2 separate regions of the Sus scrofa genome follow, and region 1 is linked to region 2. A link is a contact called in public HiChIP or PLAC-seq data. All regions are on one chromosome and are shown on one strand. The core of a region is the stretch at or near the end of the contact, and the rest is flanking DNA. Distances in the headings are between cores, read along the strand shown.

Region 1 (6,591 bases), core at 452-2,951, 88 kb after region 2:
TATGCCACCACCCAACAAACTCCTGTCTTCCCTGCCTGGTAACTTTAGTGAATACGCAAAATGAATGTTTGTGTACTTTAGCAACACCTTTTTGTCACAATATAATGTTAAATGTTAAATGTATTTGTATCAAGTTGGTGATTCTGACATTGCTTAAAGCCCTTAATAATTTCAGGTCAGTGGCTGCAGATGGAAAAATGTAGTCCGCAGACAGAGCAACACTTCCTTGGGTCTTGCAAGGCACTTGATCCAGGTGTAACATTTTCTCCCAGCTATCTTCAACTCCTGATTACAATCACCACCCAGACAGGGCTGAGATCTGTTAAGGAAAATGACTCGGGCCAGAGACTGCAAAAAAAGAGGATTGCATGGCGTAGTTTTGCAAATATAAACTTTGTGGGGTTTAGAATCGGAAGAGGGCTCAAAGAGGAAACCAGCAAGCACAGCTTTCAGCTTCCAGGAAAGAAAGACTCCCAGAGCTAAACCTGGATGTGCTATTTCAGTTCAAGCAAAGGGGGGAAATTAAATTTCAAAAAGTATTATTTCTTTTAAAATGAGTGTAATGCTATGGCTCAGGAGGCTATATGGAAACATGCAGAGAGCAGGCACTAAAATGCAAGGCTCATTTCCCAAGGGGAAAAAATAGGAGACTCCACTCCTCCCTAAAAACTCCCCAGTCTGCCTTGGAGACAACTACAGAGTAAAGAATAATGGGAAGGACTTTGACAAAACCAGGTACTACGCTATTCAGTAAAACAAAAGAGCTTTATTCTTTTATTCTCCCGACAACTTTACAGCAAAGCCCAGAAGAGGAAGCCAGAAAATTCCGAAGAACCAACGCTGAAGTCTGATTTTATTTTTTAATTTCATTTTTGGTTTCTTTATATTTGAGCGGAACTAACTCAACCCCCCAAAACGTCTTCAACGTGAGAACAATCCTTTCTGAAACCACAGGGCGGCAGATGTCACGCTGGGATTCTCCCAGAGGCACACTGCCAGATCTGGGGGCAGCTCTTCTTCGATCACTAACCCAAGATGGGCTGGGCCGGGCCTGGGTTGGGTGACCTTGGAACCTGTAAAACACCTGCAGAGACCTACGCTAAGGGCCCCGGGAGGTAGGCAGCCCGGGTATTGTCGCCTTCGGGGTAGAAGATGAACCCGCAGCTGGGAGAAGGCTCTGCTTCTCTGCACGCTCTTACTTGGCTGTCGATTCCAAGGCTGAGCCCCACGTAGGCAAAGCGCCGGGAACTGTTCCGCGTTGCCCGAACCCAGCCCGGAGCGGGTACTTTCTTACTAAAGTCGGTAAGTGCTGCGCCCCCGCCCGCCCAGACACCGCACCGCCAAACCGAAGCGGGGACGGCTTCCCTCCACCTCGAGGACTCTTTTCCACCGCCCCCTTCTTCCCCACAGACCTGCCGCCCACCCAGGCCTGGGTGCCCCGGGGGCTGGACGGCTGGGGGCCCGGTTCCGCTCAGCACCTGGAGCCGCCGAAGGGAACCAGCGCTCGGCGGCGGGTTGAATCACGGGTGAATCAGCCCTTGCAGGCTCTTGGAGTTTCCTACGGGAGGGGGCGGGACCAGGGCGGGGCCTCGCCGGGGCCCGCCCACCGGGCGTCGGGAGCCGGGCTGGGGGCGGGGCGGCGGGAGGAGCGGCGGGGGCGTGCGCGCGGCTCTTTAAAGCGCGCGGGGCCCGGGCTCCCGCAGACGCAGGGCTCACCGCGCCCCTCCCGCTCCAACCGGAGACCCCAGGCGCCGCCAGCCCACCACCCCAGCCTCCCGGGCGCCGTGGAATCCTCCCGACCTCGCGGCCAACTCTTGGACATGGCGACCCCCACCGGACCCCCGGTGTCCTGTCCCAAGGCCGCCGTTGCTCGCGCGCTCCTGCTTGGCTGGGTCCTCGTCCAGGTGGCTGGAGCCACAGGTGAGTGGCACCCGCCCCTTGAAGCCCTGGGGCGCTCTACTGGGAGGAGGGGGAACAGTCCTGCCTGGCAGTGGCTCACTCCGCTGCCCCAGGACCCCCGAGGACCCGCTGGCACTTCTGCTAGTGGGTTTGAGGCTCTCGCTTTAAGTTTAGGGAAGGAGCTTCCCAGGGAGCCGCCGCCGTGAAGGTTGTGGGCCGTGGGGTCCGCACCTGCAGTGTTTCAGTATTATCCTTCATTACCTATGCACTGCCCGTACTAAAAAGCGGCCCTCGGGCTTGTTCGTCTGTATTACATGGGGTTCGAGGCAATCCTGTTGCAAAATGTCGCTTGGATTGGAGCAGGCACCACATCATGCATGCCCTCTAAGCCTGGTCTGGGGGGGGCAGGGGCTGGGGCGCAGGGCAGAGACTGACCCGCTGAGAACTGGCCAAGCAGGCCTTAGTAATAAAGCATCCTAACCGATTTCATGGGACAGGCATAGCAACTCTGCCTGGGTGTCCGTGGAAGTTTCAGTATGGACACATTTTAGATAAAAGTGAAAAAAGTCAAGCTTTGGCTTCTTTAGTGTATGCATTCTTAATTTCCCTCACACACATGGGCTTTGCCTGTTACCATAATTTACCGAAAACCTAATGAGTTCATCCTGGAGACCTGCCCTTCCCTGTCGCCCTTCCCTAGCTGGGCCATGGGCAGCCTGGGCCAATGAGGACTGCTGGGCTGTGCTTCCAGGTCACTGTCACAGGGCATTTTCCCTGTGAATAATTTCAAACAAGGATTTCAAGATCCTTGTGTGTTTCCTGAGATTACCAGGTCATTCTTGCTGAGGGGAAATTCTGGGTTTCGGAAAAAAATGCAGATTTGTCTCACGGTAATTCAGTTAAAGCTTTTGTGGTTGGGAAATAATTAAGGAGGTTTGTGATGTCGGGTGTAGGACGATGTTTTCTGCTATCGACCCAAAATCGTGTGCTGAGACATTCATGTAAACTGAATAGCTGTTTCTCTGTTGTTTAAAGGCACTACAGATGTAATTGTAGCATATAACTTAACTTGGAAGTCAACTAATTTCAAGACCATTTTGGAGTGGGAACCCAAACCCATTAATTATGTCTACACTGTTCAGATAAGGTAAGCTAGGTACCAAAAAAAAAAAAAAAAACCCAAAAAAAACTGTTTCCACTTTGCTGTGCTCAATATGGTTGTCTTTAAAGCTGATTAATGGATGATTTAGCCATGATGATGAAGGCATTCATGGAAATTTGCTGTCCAGAGCCATACTCTGTCAAGCCTGTGACATTTCCAGACCTTAAACTCATAGAACTTTGTCAGTTTCTGGAGATTGTGGGGCACTTCCTAAGCAGCACGTAAGCTGTGGAGAATGAACCTTCTTGAGCAGGTCCCAGTGGCACCGATAGATGTGGCTCTGGATCGCTGGGAACTCATCTCCTCTAAGCCCACCCGTCTTTTTCTCTGCTGTCTAGACTGCGAGCCGGATCTAACATGTTGGAGAAGAGACAGGGAGGAATTCGGATGTATACATTGCCCTCAAGCAGTGTTTGATTCATTAATTTTCGGACTCGTGATTCAAAATTGGGTTGCATACATGATCTTGGAGGCGGTCAAAGTCGTGACTCAGTAACCTGGGGAGGAAAACGCCCCTGTCTGCCCCCTGCGCCAGGGCTGCTCTGCTCATCCGGCCGCCTCCCTGATGGGCAGCTGGCCCCAAGAGCTCCTCATTCAGCATATTCACCCCAGGGTGCTCTTGTCTTTCCTTGATGGGTGGCACCATATTCTTGGCAAGTTTTGGGTGTCTGAAATGTTCTGAGGCTTGGTAGCGATCTTATTAAGTAGAGGGGAACAGGTGTGGAAGTTATTTTGACCCTACTTGTAGAAAAGCACAGAAGTATCTCTTCCTAAAATGAAAGGTGCTTTGCTGTTTGTTTAGCTTGTGCCAAACCTTTTGCAGCATTCTGAATGCAGCCAAGTATCGAGTGGGTCTTTTAGGCAGATATTCTTTTTTTTTTTTTTTTTTTTCCAAAATCAACTTGATGACAACTGTTGCCAAGTCAACAGGGAAGGGAATTTGTGCGCGTGCGTGTGTGCGTGCATATATAGATATACAGATTTAAAGGAATTTCATAACTGGAGGTAATAATTACAGTGACGGTCAGACTTGTCGACTCAGATTCCACTGGTTGAGAGTCAGGAATTTCGCTCAGAGAGAGCTGAGGTTGACCTTGGTAGACACTTTCCTGCTGGGTGGTGAAAACAAGATTTTAGGAGGAATGCTTATCTCCTAAATAGATTCAGTCTTAAATATGTTTCCTCATGTTTGCTGAACTTAGGATTGGCCAGGTTTTTGTTTTTTGTTTTTTTGCCATTTCTCGGGCTGCTCCCACAGCAAATGGAGGTTCCCAGGCTAGGGGTCAAATCGGAGCTACAGCTGCTGGCGTACACCAGAGCCACAGCAATGCAGGATCCAAGCTGCATCTGTGACCTATACCACAGCTCACGGCAACGCTGGATCCTTAACCCACTGAGCAAGGTCAGGGATCAAACCTGCAGCCTCCTGGTTCCTAGTCGGATTCGTTTACCACTGTGCCACGACGGGAACTCCCATGGATTGGCCAGGTTTTTAAACATAAGCCTTTGTTAACATGAAGTTCTTGGGCTTTGCGTGGCTGCTGGTACTTAAGTGGATGTGGCCCCCGATGTGCCTGGGGGTGCCCTTAGACATGGGTGGGGGTGTTCCAGCCGAGCCATCTTCCCACGTGCCAGAGGACCTGGGAGCAGCCTCCCAGGGACCCCGCCCTCTCCCAAGACCTCCCCACGGGTGATGTGGGGTTCCCGGGCGAAAGGACCCTAGCAGTCATTTTATAGAAGAGGAAACTGGCCCCGGTGAGGTGAGAGACTGGTTCCTGACGGTCCCCATGGTGCGTGCCCATCCGGGTCTGGAACCAAGGTCTACCCAGCCCTGAGGCCACGGCCTCCTCCATGGGTCTGCCCGTCTGATGAGCAGCCCCAAAGTCAGATGGGGAAAGCAAGCCGTTCCCACTGGGAGCGACTTTCCCCTCCTGGTGTCCTGCCCTGAAGAAAGCACCTTGACCTGCTGCTCCTCACCCATCAGCCTGTCCCCAAACCCAGGGTGCCGCTGCTGTGCCTGTAGCCCTTCTTGGAGCCCCAGCTGCGTTTTTCCCTTTTGGAAGCTCTTTTCAGTGGTGTTGCAAGTGTTTCTGGCTCAGGCTTAGCACCGAACCATGCCCTGCAGTACTGACCCCGTGGAATGTTCTATATTCTAAAATTGAACTTCTAAAGTTTTTAGAAAACAGCCTGCTCCTCAGTTGCTGAGTCCAGATTCTGTTGGGATTTTTTAGTAGTTAAGGCAGAACTTCTATTATTTCTAAATCGGGAGATTTTGCAATAATACCCAGAAGAACCTCCGGAGGCGCGTTTGAAGTGTCCAGTGCTGCTAACAGCATTCAGAGGAACTTCCTGCAGAATTGCCCCTTCCCAACCTGTCCACAGCGCATTATGGCTTTAATTTGCTTGTGTTCAATTGTGCCAGGGGGCTGTGGTTCCTCCTGGGAGCTGGGAGGAACCAAATGCTATCTCTCGGGTGGAATGTAGCCAGAGCGCCCAGCCCAGCCGTGTTTCTCCTGTTATCTAAACGACTGGTTGGCTATGGATGGAGAAGAATCCTCATGTTCGCCTTCACTTTTTAAAATAGAAATGATGTGACTTTTTACAGTGCATTTCAGCCATTCTGGAATGAATACTGGATCTCTACTTTTATCACAGAAAACTCGAGAAATCTAAGAGTGTCTGAACTGATGTTTCTGCATCCATCTTAGTTTATGGATTTAAGGACCAAGAGTGGGTTACCCACACCCTCTTAGCCCAGTTAGTCAGTTCAGACTTTTAAGAAATACTTATTTATGGTCTTGCGCCTGGATTTAGACAAATGGAATCCACATGACAGCTTGTTGTCCCCCATTCAACCTGTAAATGTCAACAGTCTAATACTCAAAGGCCTGGCCCTGTGCAAGCCCTCAAGCCACGTGGCTTAATAGGGGAGCCCAGGGACGCAGGGCCCTGGCCCACCTCCACGCTCAGTGCTCTTCTGAGATGTCTGTGCTGGGGACGGGGAAGCGGGAGATCTGGAGGTTCCCGTGGAAGGTGGGATTGGACGTGGCTTTGAATGATGAGTTGGGGGGCTCTGGTGGTTGACAGGGAGGGAGGAAGAGCAGGGTGGCTGCCAGCTTCTGCGGGACAGCTCTGTGTGGATCAGGTTGCAGTGCCCTCACCTAGGAATTGTTTCAGTCCTGGAGGAAAATGTCATTTTTAGTAGTTCTTTATAGCATTTCAGAATCATTTCATTTTTAGTCATTCTTTAAATCATTTCCTCTCAATGACACTTTACAGAAGAAAGCTCTGTCTCTACTCAGATTGTCTTAGTCTCAGCCTTGGCTAGATATTTCCTGGACTGTTATTCTGTAATCTTTGATGGCACAGCTTGTGGTATCACACAGAGACCCAGCTCTCACCTCCTGGGGGGTGAGACCCTGTACAAGTTGCCTCGCAGCCCTGAGCGTCAGTCAGGGTCCTCATATGTGAGAAAGACCCAGTATCTTCTTGGAAGGACTATACCAAGTGGGAGAACATGTTTCAGGGCC
Region 2 (7,430 bases), core at 2,975-5,474:
ATCCGATGAAGAAAGCTGGGTACCACATCAGGGGAAGAGGGAGCAGCGAGGAGCCGAGGCGTGGAGCCATCGTGGTGGGCACCGGCTCACTGCCATCCTGTGCCCAGGACAGAAGGAGGCTCGGGGCCGGGCAGGACCCAGAGGGCCAGGCGAGGCCTTCAGCCGCTGTGTGTGCAGCGCCTCGGCCATGCACCCACCCCACCCGCTGTGTTACTCTCCTTAATCCTGCTGCTTCCCTGGGGCTTAGAACAGGTTCCAAAAGTGAGCAGAGGGCCTTCCCAGTTTGCTTTAGGAGGAAAACGGGGCAAGGGGGGTGACCCCAAAGCAGGGGTCAGGCCAAGGAGAGGGAGTTCTGTCTACTTGGCAGTGGCCCCTTCTCAGACACCCCTACGCGGATGGGATCACAGCCAAGTGGAGCCGCCCGCAGCCCACCTGCAGCCCCAGCCGATCCGCACGCGCACACAGAAGAGTCTGGGGAGCGTCTAGGAGTGTGGGCTGCCGGCTCCCACTCCGGGCAGGGTGTGGGCACTGGCGTTTACAAAGCCCCCGTGTGCTGTGGATGCCCAGCCAGGTCTCAAAAGCATCCTCGGAGCAGCGTTTCCTCAACTCCGTTCCATTGTTCTGGGAGCTGCTGGGTCAAACACCTTCACCCACTGTCTTCATTACAGGAGCCCTCTCTTCTCTTTATCCGCTAAGGGTCCCCACGTGGAGGTGGGCTGAGCATGGGAAGAAATCTAACGTAGTTCCTCAGTGTATTTGACCATAGACTGTTTCTCTCTCCTGTCCCTGTCCCTCTCTCTCTCTCTTCAGGTAGAGTGTTTCTTAAAACTGGGTTCCATGTAGCACATATTTTGAGCAAAGCCGCTCTAGGAGCTCAGGAGAATGGGGTGTGATGGTCAATTTTATGGGTCACCTTGACCGCACCACATAGATAGTGGTCAAACGTTAGGCTGGGTGTTTCTCAGAAGGCGTCTCTGGATGTGGTTAACGTCTGGGTCAGTAGCCTAGGAAAGTGGATTGGCTCCCTTGTTAACGTGGGTGGGCGCTAGCCCATCAGATGAAGGCCTGGATGGCTCCTCCTCCTCCAGGTAAGAGAAAGTTCTTCCCTGCCTGACAGCGTTCACATTGGGAAAGTAGCTTTTCCCCTGCCTTTTTTTTTTTTTTTTTTTTTAACTCAAATGAATTTATCCCATCAGTAGTTGTATAATGATCATAACAATCTGATTTCACAGGATTTCCATCCCACAGCCCAGGCACATCCCCCCACCCCCCAAACTGTCTCCTCTGGAGACCATAAGTTTTTCAATGTCTGTAAGTCAGCATCTGTTCTGCAAAGAAGTTCAGACTGTCCTTTTTTCAGATTCCACATGTCAGTGAAAGCATTGGATGTTGGTGTCTCATTGTACAGCTGACTTCACTTAGCGTGATAGTTTCTAGGTCCATCCATGTTGCTAAAAATGCCGATATTTCGTTCTTTTTAATGGCTGAGTAATATTCCATTGTGTATATGTACCTTTTGACTTGAACGGAGACATCAGCTCTTCCTGGGTCTTGAGCCTTCGGACTGTAATTGCACCATCAGCTCTCCTGAGTCCTCAGACTGCTGACTCATCCTGCAGCTCGCGGGACTTGTCAGCCTCCATATCTCATATGAGTCAATTCCTTATCAATAAATTTCTTTCCATCTACCTATTGTAGGAAATCAGAGTAGCCCCCCCACCCCGCCCCTTGCCCACCAAGTATGCTCTTGGCATAGAGATTATTTCGAGCTGATTTTCTTGAGAAATAGTAGACGCAGGAGAAGCTATAAAAACAGAGCAGACATTACTCTTCTGTAAGGGAAATATGCATTTATTTTAAAAAAAATCTCTATTTGTAAGGGTGTTTCTTTCTCTGAACATGAAAGAGAAGGGTGACTGATCATTAGAGACTTAGCAATGGATACGGCTCTGGCTTAAATCTGTGTAATAAACTTCTCTTTCGTTTATCATGCTTTTCTTGGTCTCCCCCATAACTGGCCTCCCTACACCCCTCTTTCTTTGGTTTACCTGGAGATGGTATTTAAGCCTGAACTCTAAGATGATGCCTCTCTTGGAGACTCGGTCATTTTTTGCCTGGGTGTCTCCCATGTCTGTGGCAGCTACACATGCGAATAAACATCCACTTGTCTCTTGTTAATCTGTTTGGTTTTAGAGACCTCAGCTGAGAATTTTAGAAGGGTAGGAGGAAAATAATTATTTTTCCTCTCCTACTCTATCTATCCATCCACCCATCCTTCTGGTTCTGGTTCTCTTGAGAACCCTGAATAATGCTGGTGACCTCGGTCAACCTCTGTAGGAGTGGTGCCCAGGTTGGGCAGGCTGCCCCCCAGCAGGTGGCCAGAGATTGCCATGTAGCCAGGAGCCATCGTGGCAACAGGCCGCAGCCTCGGTGCAGAACACCTGCCTGGTGGGTACTTTCTTACAGGGCCAAGGCTTTCCTAGCGCCCACCCCACCCCAGGTAGGGGGGGCAAGGGTGGTGTGTGACTACCCGCTCCCCCAGGACACTGCTTCCTACTGGGAGGGAGTTACAAGGCCTGGCTCTTACCCTGTGATGTGTGGGCTCCAACGTGAGGAATCAGATTCTTGATGGAGTTCTAGAATTGACCAAAGGACCCCTCTCCTCCCCAGTCCCTTCCTGCTTGCACATGTGCGCCAGAGGGACCAAAATAGCCCCAGGTGGCAGCCATAGGACACATCACAGGTGCACAGTGCTGTTGCTCTAAAGGCTCAGATAGATCAAAAAGGAAGCAAACTGGAGCTGCCTCCCTCCCAGGAACCTCCCTGCTCTGGAGGACGATGCTTCTGACCCGGAAAGGTGGCAGCTAAAGGAAACCCTTGTTTCCTTATGGAGGAAATGTCATCTAACTCAGAAGTGACTGCAGGTCACACCATGAGGCTGCCAGTGACCACGGGCTAAACCCTGCCAGGACCCCTTTCCTGTGTGGCAGCCAGAGAGAGACAGACAGACAGACAGACCGAGACAGAGAGAGGGAGGGAGCAGGACAGGTGCTCCAGCGATGCGCTGAGCTGGGAACTGGGTGAGGAGCAGATCTCTCACTGGGACAGCCTGCAAGCCAGCTGGGAGTGGGGCGCACCCAGCTTACCGCTGAAGCCGAGATGGGGGGGTTTGAGCCTGGGAAAGTTAACTTCAGGAGAAGGAAGGAAAGAGTGTGAAAAGAATGAAAAGAGAAGAGGAAGACACCAAAGACTCTTTAAAAAATGTCCAGCCCTTGCTGTGGGCTGGGTGCCCACGCTTGCTCGCTAACCCTCACCACGGTGCCGCGGGGGGCGGGGCGGGGCGGGGTGGGGGGGACGCTGCTATCACTCCCAGAACATGCAGGACAGAAATGGGGAGCAAAGTGGCCGCCCAGCCAGGATTCTAGCTCCCACCTGCCTGCAGGGCCCAGCGCTGCGTGGGAAGGAAGAAGCCGAGCTGGAAGGGACAGAGGACAGATGCTGGGGGCGAGATATACAGAGAGCAGCTCCTGGGTGCCAGGCACAGGGCACTTCCTGGGTCACAGGCCTGGAAATGAGAAACGAGGGGATGGCATGTCAACTCCCCCAGGGTTAAAGAGGACACTTCTTTAGCATCCAGGGTGAGGGCTCCAGACAACCATTTCATGTTTTCTCTGGATTCTTCTCCCTGGAAACATGTGCCTTGTAAGCTGTTCTCTTTCTTGTTGGTGTCTGTCTTCTCTCTGTTTATTTACCTGTTCCCTTGGAGCCATGAAGAAGTGCTGTGGCCTGTGGCCTCTTCTCCTCTGAGTGGGACGAGGAGTCGGGAGCAATCGGGGCAGGAAGGGAGGGGGCCCGCAAGACCTGCGGGTGGCCAGGAGCGGGCTCGGGGCCTCGTGGGAACCCGGCCCCCCGCGGCGCCCTTCTGTCGGTGGAGCTTCCCCCGTTCACGGCAGACCCAGGTCCCCTGCAATTTCCATGGGACCACATGCTCCTCCTGAGGCCTGTGCCTTTGCCAAAGTGGGCACAGCATCCTGTGGCCGGGGGGTGGGGAGGGAGGGTTGGAGACTCGTGGGCCGGGCAGATGTCCATTTCGGACAAGAGCAGCAGTTAGAAGAGCCTGGAGCAAAGTTCAGAGTCAGGCAGGGAGTCTTCTGTTCCCGGCCAGGACCCCGTGCTGGGTGTTGCTCAACAGCCCCGCCAGCCACATGGAGCCCTGTCCCGAAACCACGTGGAAACAGAATCTCAGAAACCTCATCTTCCCTCTTCTGCCTCCGGCCACCCGCCTGGGTCTGTCCCGCTTTCTTGGGGGCAGGGAGGCTGCGGTGGTGAGGCTGACCCGCCTCCCCGTCTCCCCGAGAGCTTAGCCTCTGGGTCTGGTCTTCCAGGGGCCAGCGCGGACTGCGGGGAAACAGCCTGGAGGGAAATCAGGTGGTCGAAAATAAAAATGAATCTCCTCGACGTTCCTCTTGGGTTTCCGTTCACGGAATTACTGCAAGCAGGGCCAAGAGGTTGTCTAGTTCATAACCCTGGACCGAGCCGGGGCCGGCGGGGACTCCCTGGTGGCCGCAGTGGCGCTGAGTCACACCTTCCAACAGCAGGACAGCCACCTGCCCTCTGTGGACGTGGGTCCCTCCCGGGGAAGAGTCCTTGTGAAATGCAGAGCGGGCTGAGAGCAAACCCCTGGACCTTTGGGTCTGTGTGTTTTACCAGCGTTACTGAGACATAATTCACCACCACATAATTCACTCTGTAAGGTGTACGATGCAATGGCTTTTCATGTATTCACGGGGTTGTGCACTCACCACCACTAATTCCAAACATTTTCATCAAATCCTGCCCCCCACAGCCATCACCCTCTCTGCTCTCTCCCAACCCCTAGACCTGGGCAACCACCGATCCGCTTTCTGTCTCTGCAGACCTGTTGATTCTCAACATTTCCTATAAATGGCATCATTTAATATGTGTTTTTTCTGGCTGGCTTCTTTCCCTTTGCATAATGGGCTCTAAGGTTCATCCATGTCGTAGCATGTGTCAGTATTTCACTTGTTTTCATGATGAAAAATTCCTCGGATCCCATGTTGCTGTGGCTGTGGTGTACGCCAGCAGCTGTAGCTCCAATTCCACCCCTAGCCTGGGAACCTCCATATGCCTCGGGTGCAGCCCTAAAAAAGAAAAAAGAAAGAAAGAAAAGAAAAGTGTAGAAGAAAAGATGCCATCATGGGGATGTAGCCCTTGATAAAGCCGTTCATCGTGGACGTTTGGGTTGTTTCCACCTTTGAGTTTTTCGAATAATCTGCTATGGACATTCATGCGCAAGTTTGTGTGGACATAGGTTTTCAGTTCTCGTGGGTGTGCCCTTAGGAGTAGAATTGCTAGGTCTGGGGGTCATTCTGTTGCATCTTTGAGGACCTGCTAGACTGTTTTCCAATGCGCCATTGCAGTGAACCATTTTGCATCCTTTCCTGCAATTTATGAAGGTTTTCACTTCCTTACATCCTCAGCCACCACGGTTTATTGTCTTTTTGCTGATTATTGCCATTCTAGTGGGTATGAAATGGTATTTCACTGTGGGTTTGATGGACCTTTCCTTGATGGCTTGACCTTTGTTTTTGAGAGATTAAATCTGTTTGGAACTTTAAACCTTGCATTTTTCAACCCAGTCTCCTGCTCTTGGCTTGTTTTTGTCAGTCCCAGAGGAGTGGAAACTTTTCTCTGGACCATGGCAGCATCGGCTCCCTGACCATCCTGAAAAACTGGAGAGTCATTCTGGCATTTTTTGAGATTCCTCACCACCGACCCCGTGTCAATTGCTCTTCTTTGAATTTTCACATCCCTCTTTATAAAAGCTGGATTCTTCAACAAGTTAATAGCATGAAAAAAAAAAGGGGGGGGACATAATTCTAAATTTAAAAACACAGGAGACAGAAGAAACAAATGTAACATGGGCATTGTATTTGTATCTGGATTTAAATCCATTGACAGTAAAAAGACATCTGGGGGGCATTATGAGAAAACTGGGATGACAGCAAAGAATCGTTGCTAACTGTGAGGCATGACCATGGTACTGTGGGTAGATGAGAAAATGACCATATTTTTAGAGATATCTTACTAAAGTACGTAGGGATAAAACGACACAAGGTCTAAAATTTGCTTTAAAATACATCAGAGACTAAAACAAGAAATAGATGAAGCATGGACAACGAAATTTAGATGATGGGATATGGAAGTTCCTTTTCTTTTTATCTCTACTTTTATATATGCTTGAAATTTTTTTATAATAAGAATAACAATGGAGACATCCTAAGATCTGGATGTAAATTGTAAAATTCCATCAAACATTTGGGTCCCAGAGTGAACACTGATATCTACATTCAGTTGACATCTTATTAGGTTTGGTACTTGAAAAGTAAGGGATTTGAATATATCTTACACAGTATATTTTCACTTAAAATCTACAAGATTAGCCAATGTTTTTATATTGGGCTAAGGCTCTTTTCCCCTTAAATATGGAGCCTTTTGATTGGCATTTGCATGGTTTATCTTATGCAGACTCCAGCCAAAGTGTCTCCTCTACAGTTTTTGCTTCTGGCTTCTTCAAAGCGGAACAAGGAGATACAGACACTACAGAGCAATCTGAATGCTGAATCTTTCTATGTATTGATTTTTTCTTTTTTACCAACATCAGCATTTATTCCACCCAGCCCAGAATTGACTGCAAGTATCTTTGGGAATCTGGCTTTGTTTATGCCTCAGAAGCTAAATGTAACCAACAGCTGTTTACTCTTGTATTTAATTGATTTGTGTAGTATTTAAGTAAATTGCCTCACTACAACCACAAGGACTGCTACTATAACCAGCCTGACAGACAAGCACAGCTGATTCTTGCAAGCCTGGAGCTCAGCTGGTGGGGGGGAGTGCATGGTCCAGCCTTGAGTGTGGGTCCCCAGCGTATTTTGCAGGAAGGTGGAAGGCGTGACCCGTATAGTGGACTTGGAGAGGGGGGGTTAAAAAAGTGTCTTCTCTATTTGGAAAAATGTGAATTAACGGGCGGCATTTTTCATCTTACCTCAAATTCTTTGAGTGGTGGGTTCCTGGCCAACAAGTCTGGGAACAAGTGTGGGTGATGGTGCAAACCACTGTTCGTTCTGCACACGGGCACGTAGTCCGGATGGAGGCGGCCCCGTGGGGCAAGGGAGCTGAACCAGGAGGTGAGGAGCGTGGGCTTTTCCAGCAAGCAGAGTTGGCTGTTCCCCTTTTCTCTCCAGAGATGAAATGTATTCAACTGGTTCCCACAACTTAGGCTGAGAACAGGGGCCAGTGACAAAAACCCAAGCCTGTGGACTCAGTCCAGCCTCCTCTGCAAAATTCAGCTCGTCCCGGGTGAGGCTGAGGGTCTGTTTCTCACCGCCAGGTGGCTTGGCGGCCGTGCC

Evidence for each region. HiChIP or PLAC-seq counts read pairs in DNA pulled down with a chosen protein or histone mark.
Region 1: an H3K27ac HiChIP or PLAC-seq map of skeletal muscle shows a contact between it and region 2. The contact joins the promoter of F3 here to the enhancer-like site in region 2. A contact is called at or near these places in 1 of 5 promoter capture datasets (liver), 4 of 47 Hi-C or Micro-C datasets (alveolar macrophages, fetal skeletal muscle, fibroblasts and 1 more) and 2 of 2 datasets of contacts at active chromatin or transcription factors (alveolar macrophages and skeletal muscle).

The regions. Positions count from the first base shown.
Region 1 is chr4:122,825,317-122,831,907 of Sscrofa11.1, forward strand. It overlaps F3 (coagulation factor III, tissue factor), which reads left to right and starts at 1,702. Exons shown (of 8, transcript NM_213785.1): 1 at 1,702-1,920; 2 at 2,935-3,046. The coding sequence starts at 1,821.
Region 2 is chr4:122,735,282-122,742,711 of Sscrofa11.1, forward strand. No RefSeq gene overlaps it. Among named protein-coding and RNA genes, the nearest start is that of F3, 88 kb to the right of the region's middle. Within about 2 kb of position 4,225, at least 10 of the 83 cell types and tissues checked have an H3K27ac peak or open chromatin away from gene starts, as enhancers often do. A contact at or near this core is called in alveolar macrophages, retroperitoneal adipose tissue and skeletal muscle, where this site is marked.